Regions from separate parts of the Salmo salar genome. Here region 2 is linked to region 1. A link is a contact called in public Hi-C data. All regions are on one chromosome and are shown on one strand. The core of a region is the stretch at or near the end of the contact, and the rest is flanking DNA. Distances in the headings are between cores, read along the strand shown.

The links. Hi-C and Micro-C count contacts between places; a contact is called where the count stands out from the background.
Region 2: a Hi-C map of gill shows a contact between it and region 1, with 4 times the contacts expected there. The contact joins the promoter of LOC106612862 here to the promoter of LOC106612865 in region 1. A contact is called at or near these places in 2 of 3 Hi-C or Micro-C datasets (gill and muscle).

Annotation. Positions count from the first base shown.
Region 1 is chrssa09:127,833,480-127,837,727 of Ssal_v3.1, reverse strand. It overlaps LOC106612865 (T-box transcription factor TBX2b), which reads left to right and starts at 2,912. Exons shown (of 7, transcript XM_014214451.2): 1 at 2,912-3,842. The coding sequence starts at 3,484.
Region 2 is chrssa09:128,189,614-128,193,846 of Ssal_v3.1, reverse strand. It overlaps LOC106612862 (BCAS3 microtubule associated cell migration factor), which reads left to right and starts at 1,628. Exons shown (of 26, transcript XM_045724535.1): 1 at 1,628-1,863; 2 at 2,990-3,047.

The sequences.
Region 1 (4,248 bases), core at 1,663-4,162:
AGTACAAAGACTGACCAGGTTTTTTGAAAAAAGAAGCATAGGGCTTTAAAGATGTGAGATTGATAAAAAAAAAAAGTTATCCTCAACTCAAACTAAATCAAATAGATCTGAAATAGGCTTAATGATAAATACCACTGAAACTGTAGCCCTATACATAATACATTCCCTAACTGTAATTTCAGAGGTTTAATAAGAACATTATATTCACAAACCTAAATGATGAAACATGCTGGGCCTAATGAGATAGAAAAGTAGTAGCCAAATGTTATATCTTTATCCATTATGCATAATTGACCACCCTTAACCTATTATAACAACAATCATTCTATAGGGTTTCAACAACTTCCCATTATTCTGATTATATTCTTCATAATAGAAACGAAATAAATAATCACATTTTACCTGATTCCTTTAAGTTTAGTCCACAACATAAAGATCCAATTAAGTTATACAGAAAATGTATTCAGATCAAGCCTGATAAAGCCTGCCTACACGTTTTATTCTGCTCGCTGTGATCACAAAATGTATTGACAACAAGGCCTAAATAAATTCACTACAATTTTGAGCACGGCTGGTGTGATAAGTCTATAAAACCATTTACAGAATGTCTCTCAGATAAAAAAAATAATAATAATGGTATTGGAAGTAAAATTAGTTTTGACATAGATAGAAATTCGTTTGCACGGTGCACAGAGACGTCAGTCGGGTTTTAATAGGGTAGGTCTGAAAAAACAAGTGATCAATGTTCCGAAAATAATCCACTGTCTCTGGATTTGGCTGAAATTTTCAAGTTGAGATATAAGCAACAAGTGTCTCACTCACCTCTTACCACCAAGGAACATGCTGCAGGATGGGTAATATTTTATTAGTGATACATGACTAATCACATCATATGAATTAGATAGTAAAAGGCACTAGAACAGACCACAAAACAAGGCCAATAGTTATTGCACCTTATACCATTCAAAATGTGTGAAACTCTCAAAAGTAGACTACTTTTAAGCATAGATTACGTTTAATTTCATTCCGTTTTTTTATCTAATGTAAATCCTTCAAGCTCTCAACGTGCACTTGGAAAGGCATGTGTAATATTCTATTGAATATTACACATGCCAATGGAGATGTGCGAACACTGATATGGAAGAAATGTAGACCTACACAAAACACCGATTCAGCCGGCAATATAATGGTTAATCGGAAATGTGTGGTTTGTATCTGACGAATTTATTCGGAAGGATTATTCGTTTTTGTTTCCGTTTTTATGTCAAAGTGACGATGTTCTGGATTGAGCTAGAGCGGAACCGGTTCTACTTGTATGCGTCGGATCAACTTCTGGGCAGACTGTTCCGTGTATATCCAAATTCTCACATTTTGATGCAAAGTAATAATCATTCCGAAAGAGCATTCTCAGCCGCAAAACGCAAAGCATAACCGCAGCTTTGGCGTGGATGGCAAGGCGGATTGAACGGCGTCGCTGGTAGGATTTTAGGGTAAATATGAAGTGACAAGAGTCTGCTCTTATTGTGGTGCGTCAGCCGACTGGCGCCAAACGGCTCTTTAACCAACCGAATCCAAGTTAATCAAGCCTAGGGCCCACAGAATGGATTTCTTAAAGGTACAACACAGCAGTACCGAGACCGAGTTTCTGGTCGGGTTCTGAAGTGTGTAATGTACGTGTATGTGGTTTGACACATACCAACAAACAGCCCAGGCGAGTCCGGACACTGTTGTTCCCTCACGCTCAGAAGAGAGCCTGCCCATGACAATGTATTATAAATCATATCATTGCTGTGTCAGTTTATGCTGAAAATGAGAGCGAAGAAGATCATATTAGAATTAAAGGAATAGCCTACGTCTATACAGTATAGTATCGGAGAGCTATTGATAGGCTACGTCAGGCTATTCCTGGTATTATTATTTTCACTATTGAGGATATAAGGCAATCAAATAAAGTGAATGTACAATAATTCACTTTGCGTAGGTTATAACGTGTGCATGAAGAATTTATTGTGCCAAAAACCAAGTGAAGGGGACATAGGTTACACGTTAGAAAAACAATATATATTTCGTTTCTGTAAGGCTATAAGCAAGCACTTACCGCGTTCTATCTGTCAATTTTGCTCTCGAAATTCATTCATTCATCTGTTTTCTTTTCTTCATGCTTCGATGCAGCATCTGGTGCTGCGCTTTTCGAATAACCCGGGGCTGTTTTTAAAGTGGCAATGTCCGGTTTATTAGTCGCTGTCCTTGCGGTGAAGCGTTCACAAAACCGCAGCGAGTCACGGAAATCGACAGCCCTGGAATATAATCACTAAATCGAGTCCGATTGCCTACCATTGAGGTACGGGTGGCTGTGGACTCTCTTACCGTCTCAGCGTAGTCTATCTAAGTCTACCATTACGCACAAGCAGTGATGGAACTGTATGTTATTATGGCCAAACCACGATAAATACTTAAACAGATAAAACTGCGCGGGGATTTCTAACAAACGAAACTAGATAGAATGGCTATGAGGTAAAACTGACGAGGAACTAAACTGATAATATCAACTTCACATGGAATGGAACCACAACGAATCTATTTGGAATCTTCTTCATTCTTTAAAAAAAACAATCACCGGTATAGCCTACTAACATTATTTAGTCTACCTATAGGCTATCATGAAAGCGAATATAGAGTAATAAACGTAGGCTATCTATTCGGGCACTGTTTCTGGGCTGGAGTTATGCACCTCATCGAAAGTATAAAGCGCAAGCCGACCGAGGTGATGCCTCCACCGGTCAAGAATTGAGGGCTGACCCGGTGTTTGGTTTGGAGATGGGGGTGGGATTTCCCGAGCTTTCCTGTCATTGGTTAATATTTTATTCTGTTGACATGTTTTCTTACTGCTAATGCTTCCGACACCTTATTGTCCACCCCCTCTCTTCGAGTCTGGCTCGAGCTGTCAAAACCACGCCTATAGAGGCCCACAATTGGTCCAGAAAGCGTAAAATCAGCAATCAAAGGGGCTTGGTTCATTAGTGTTGGGATCGAGGCAGGAAGAACATGTGAGATAGTCACAGTTCTTCAGTGAACAGGGCAAGATCTAACCATTTCAACTCCGTGTCCGTGTGGAATGATTGCTTCAGCCTTCAGAGAGACATCTTATTTTTCTCAAAGCGACTGGTCGAGAGAAAGAAGGAAACAACGATTCTGCTCTCAAAGCGTAGCTGCTTCACTATCTTTGACTGATATTGTTACTGCACTTCGTGGAGGTACCAGCAACGGGAGTTTACGTGTAGTATAGGCTAGTTCCTATCAATTCAGTTTTTTTCTGCTATAACCCGTCTATTCATAGCCTATCTGGCACAGTATTCGACATTACTTGTGTATACTTCTTACAGAAATAACAATACATTATTCTGGAAACTGTCCTACTGATTTGCCGAGGGGGGAGAATATCACTGTATATCATAATTTCACTTCGATATTTTGGATGCACCGATGAGAGATCCAGTTTTCACAGGGACTGCCATGGCTTATCACCCTTTCCACGCTCACCGGCCGACCGACTTCTCCATGTCAGCTTTCCTAGCGGCCGCGCAGCCCTCCTTCTTCCCGACGCTCACTCTGCCTCACGCGGCTCTTACTAAGCCCATGTCGGACCACCTCGTCGGAGCCGCGGAGGCAGGGCTCCACCCGGCTCTCAGCCACCACCACCAGGCGGCTCATCTCCGCAGCCTGAAGAGCCTGGAGCCCGAGGAAGAGGTGGAGGACGACCCTAAAGTCACACTGGAGGCCAAGGACCTATGGGACCAGTTTCACAAAATAGGAACAGAGATGGTTATTACCAAATCTGGAAGGTAAGAGTGCGCTCTGATTATAATTGCCAGCGAGGCTGACTACAGCGTCATGGTTATTCTCTGTCCATCAATGGCGATTATAGCATGTAAATCTGGGTGGGACAAATATTGTCCATACTGTATAGGTTTTGTGTTCAGATTTATTCTGTAACGCTTCAGAAAGATTATGGCGAAAGCAAGCGGGTTCGAAAGTAGTTACATTTAGGATTCCAGCGAAACAATATTACAGGGCCTGCTCTAGGCTAGACTGGCTCAATGTGTTGATGCTATTCTTTGTAGACTATCGTCTGTTCTTTAACTTATAGGCCTAGTTTATTATCGAAATAAGTTAATTATTTAACTTAAAAGTGATAAATACAATCACAGTTTACTATTGTGACCTGACTTATAGCATTTTATTTAGTTT
Region 2 (4,233 bases), core at 379-2,878, 360 kb before region 1:
ATCATTAAGAACATTTGTTGGCAGAACTGAAAAAGGCTGTGCGAGCAAGGAGGCCTACAAACCTGACTCAGTTACACCAGCTCTGTCAGGAGGAATGGGACAAAATTCACCCAACTTATTGTGGGAAGCTTGTGGAAGGCTACCCAAAATGTTAGACCCAAGTTAAACAATTTAAAGGCAATGCTACCAAATACTAATTGAGTGTATGTAAACTTCTGACCCACTGGGAATGTGATGAAAGAAATAAAAGCTGAAATAAATCATTCTCTCTACTATTATTCTGACAATTCACATTCTTAAAATAAAGTGTTGATCCTTACTGATCTAAGAAAGGGAATTTTTACAGGATTAAATGTCAGGAATTGTGAAAAACTAAGTTTGTATATGTATTTGGCTTAGGTGTATGTAAACTTCCGACTTAAACTGTATTAGTCTATTATAATATGGAAACATAATTAGATATTGTACATAATATTAGCATCAACATTGTCACGAGAATTTTCATCCCAATGTTATTAACTCAAAACTCACTATATGCTTTTACCAATTCCCCAGGGGTTGTAAGGCCCCGGTTAATAGAAGAATTCGACAAAGTCCCAGAAGTCTGCAAAAGGTTAGTTCTTTATTCAGAGAGCTCTGAATATCATACAATGTACACAGCCTTTTATACCTAACATTTGGTCATACCATATGTCATACTCCTTACAAATGCCTCTTCTCTTCTTTAACACTGTCAATGCTTTTTTACAAGTCTTCTCCATCACATACATTGCTTATCATATCCTGCCCCATGTTACATAATCTACTGCAAGCCTAAAGGTTTCTCCCCTCCCTGGGTGGGGAGACCTCTTTCCTGTTATTAGTTTCACAGTGGTCATAAATTGTCTGCTGTCTGTTAACAGTTCCCCTTTTCCTTGAATGTCTTACTTACATTGCTAAATCATTAAGCTTAAACCTTTCCTACACACACACACATTAGTACATTCATCTTATAATCACTCGGTTATACATTTTCAGGGTGAAATCATTTAGTCAAACCTTTAATCATATAATTTCCATTACAAACATACATCATTAAATTAATTTCACATATATGTAATTGTTTCCAATTTCTTTAAGAATATATTAATTTATAAGACTTGTTCATAAAAAAAAGTCATAAGGGCCTGAGATTAAAGTTCATATTCAGACCACTAGGGGTCAATGGTTTTAGAGATGTTGTCCAATAGGCCTCCCTCTGTAGTAAGCGGGTCTCCACTTAGCTCATCTCCTTGGTAGAGTAACATGCTCAATGCCTGTGTATTTAAGGGAGGAGATGGGATGGTTAGCTTCAACAAAGTGAGCTGCTACTGGATAGTCAGTGCTCTTACACCTGATTGAGCTGCGGTGTTCAGCTATGTGTTGTTTTAATTGTCTTTTCGTTAGTACTACGTAGGCTTTCCCACACGAACAGGTGATGAGATATATAACTCCCGTTGTCTTGCATGAGATGATACCCCTCACAGGGACTTTTCGACCCGTATGTGGGTGTCTGAAGAAGGATGTTTTTGTAGTGCTGTTGCACTTGGCGCATGCGCCATATTTGTATTTCCCATTTGGAATGGGTGTCAAGAGTGTCTGAGTGGGCTCAGGGGGAAGGTCAGATCTCACTGAGCTATCCCCAATATTGCGACCACGCTTACAGACCACAAGAAACAGTATTATTGTTCACTCTGATTGGTCGAGGACCTACAACACCGCCTCTCTTATACCCTGATTGGCTTGATGAATGCACAGGAATGCTGCCATTGGTCTCTTCAACACCTCTACAGTTTTCCCACTGTTTTGTTGCATTTGCTAAGGAGCTCCGTTGAACTAAAGAAGGTAACGTTAGCTAGAAAACAACACACTAGGTACGTATTGAATACCATATACATTTATTTGTTAAGCGAATGATATTTAATAAATAGATGTAGCTTCTGGTGTTTGACAATTTATGTTGTCTGGTGGTGGTTAGCTACCTGCTGTCTCAGACACAGGACTCTGACTCTTGTTCTTGACACAGCTAGCAAGCTACTATAGCTACATTTATCAAACAATGTTGGCATTTTACCCCTCAAACTATTCATATCAGCAGGTATTTAGCTTGCTTGTTAGCTGACTAAGTCGTCTTCGGTTGGTGATTTGAGGCTGGCCACCTAGCTGGAGGAACCAACTTTAACTAGATAACGTTAGATAGCAAATGTCGCAATCCTTGGCAAATAGCAAGGCTAACAGTAGTTCGTGCAACGTTACCTGTTCATTATTAGTTCGTTAATTTAACCCAAGTTCCTATAACCATTTGTCGGGAAACTTATTAGCTACAAACATAAAACCAAACCGCAAGAGGGCTCTAAGTTAGCTAACGTTACTAGGGGAGAGTGGCGTAAATTGAGCTCAAGAAGTAAGTTGAGCCACCCTTCTATGAAACCATACACAAAAGGTGTCATTTGACCAAGTATTTAGTTTAGAGGTCATCATTTCATGGAGTCTGTGAAGGAAAACAACACATGGAATGGTGCTCAGCAAGTAAAATAACAAAGATTTTCACCAAGTCAAATTCATTTATTGTTAGATGTTTCATTACATTTTACATTTTAGTCATTTTAGCAGACGCTCTTATCCAGAGCGACTTACAGTAGTGAATGCATACATTGCATACATTTTTTTCCCTTTTTTTTTCTTTTCTTACTGGTCCCCCGTGGGAATCGAACCCACAACCCTGGCGTTGCAAACACCATGCTCTACCAACTGAGCCACACGGGACCCTTTCGTAATACTTGTATCAAAACCAAAGTAGATCATTTCTATACATCAGTTGGGGTCTCCTATAAGCTTCAATATGAGGTCCTAAACCTAGCATGAAACGGGGTTAAAATTAAGACAAAAAGCGGGTGTGTTGAATTGTGTTTGGGAAATAAAGATGGACATGGTTTTAAAAAGGTAATGGTAATATTTAATTAATTTACAGATATTTTTAGGCGGCATAACGTATACTGTCCTGCAGCTCAACTTATCCCATACCCAAGGTAAGTTGTGCCAGGAGACCACTTTTTTGGGGCAAAACTGTAACGTTTACTTGATTTCAGATTATTTCCAGGGATACACAACATCCTGAAATATATGTAGCCTAGATATCTTTGTTAGAAACAATACTATATTTCCCTTGACGGAGTGATGCTGAATGTAAAAAATTCAACTTACCCCACTCTCCTACTGGTTAACAAGTGCTTTCACAGACTGACAGCTGGCTAACAACACTACACAAGGAAAGAGAACAGTTAGCCACTACATTTACAATTAACAGTAACTAGCAATACTAACACATTACCTAGAAGACAGTCACTTTTGCATGGCACAGTTTCAAATTAGACACAAAAGGGAGATCATTGTAGTCTCATAACAAAGTTCCAGAGTTGGTGCATTGGTACCGCTTACCGTGCAGTAGCAGAGAGAACAGTCTATGACTTGGGTAGCTGGACAATTTTTAGGGCCTACCTCTGACACCACGTGGTATATAGGTCCTGGATGGCAGGGAACTCTGCCCCAGTGATTTACTGTGCCGTACGCACTACCCTCTGTAGCGTCTTCTGGTCAGATGCCAAGCGGTTGCCATACTAAGCAGTAATGCAGCCAGTCAAGATTCTCTCAAAGGTGCAGCTGTAGACATTTTTGAAGATCTGAGGGGTGATACCTTATCTTTTCAGCCACCTGAGGGGGAAGAGGCGTTGTCGAGACCTCTTCATGACTGTGTTGTTGTGTGGACCATCATCAGTGATGTGGACACAGAGGAACTTGAAGCTCTTGACCCGCTCCACTATAGCGTTGTTGATGTGAATGTAGTCCACGATCAGCTCCTTTGTCATGCTTATGTTAAGAGAGAGGTTGTTGTCTTGGCACCACACTTCCAGGTCTCTGACCTCCTCCCTATAGGCTGTCTCATTGTCATCGGTGATCAGGCCTACCACCGTCGTGTCATCTGCATACTTGATGTTTGAGTCGTGCTTGGCCACGCGGCCGTGGGTAAACAGGGAGTACAGGAGGGGACTAAGCACGCACCCCTGAGGGGCCCCAGTGTCGAAGGTCAGCGTGGCAGATGTGTTGTCTACTTTCACCACCTGGGGCGGCCCGTCCAGGATTCAGTTGCAGAAGGAGGTGTTCAGTCTCAGGGTCCTTACCTTAGTGATGTTCCTGGAGGGCATTATGGTGTTGAAT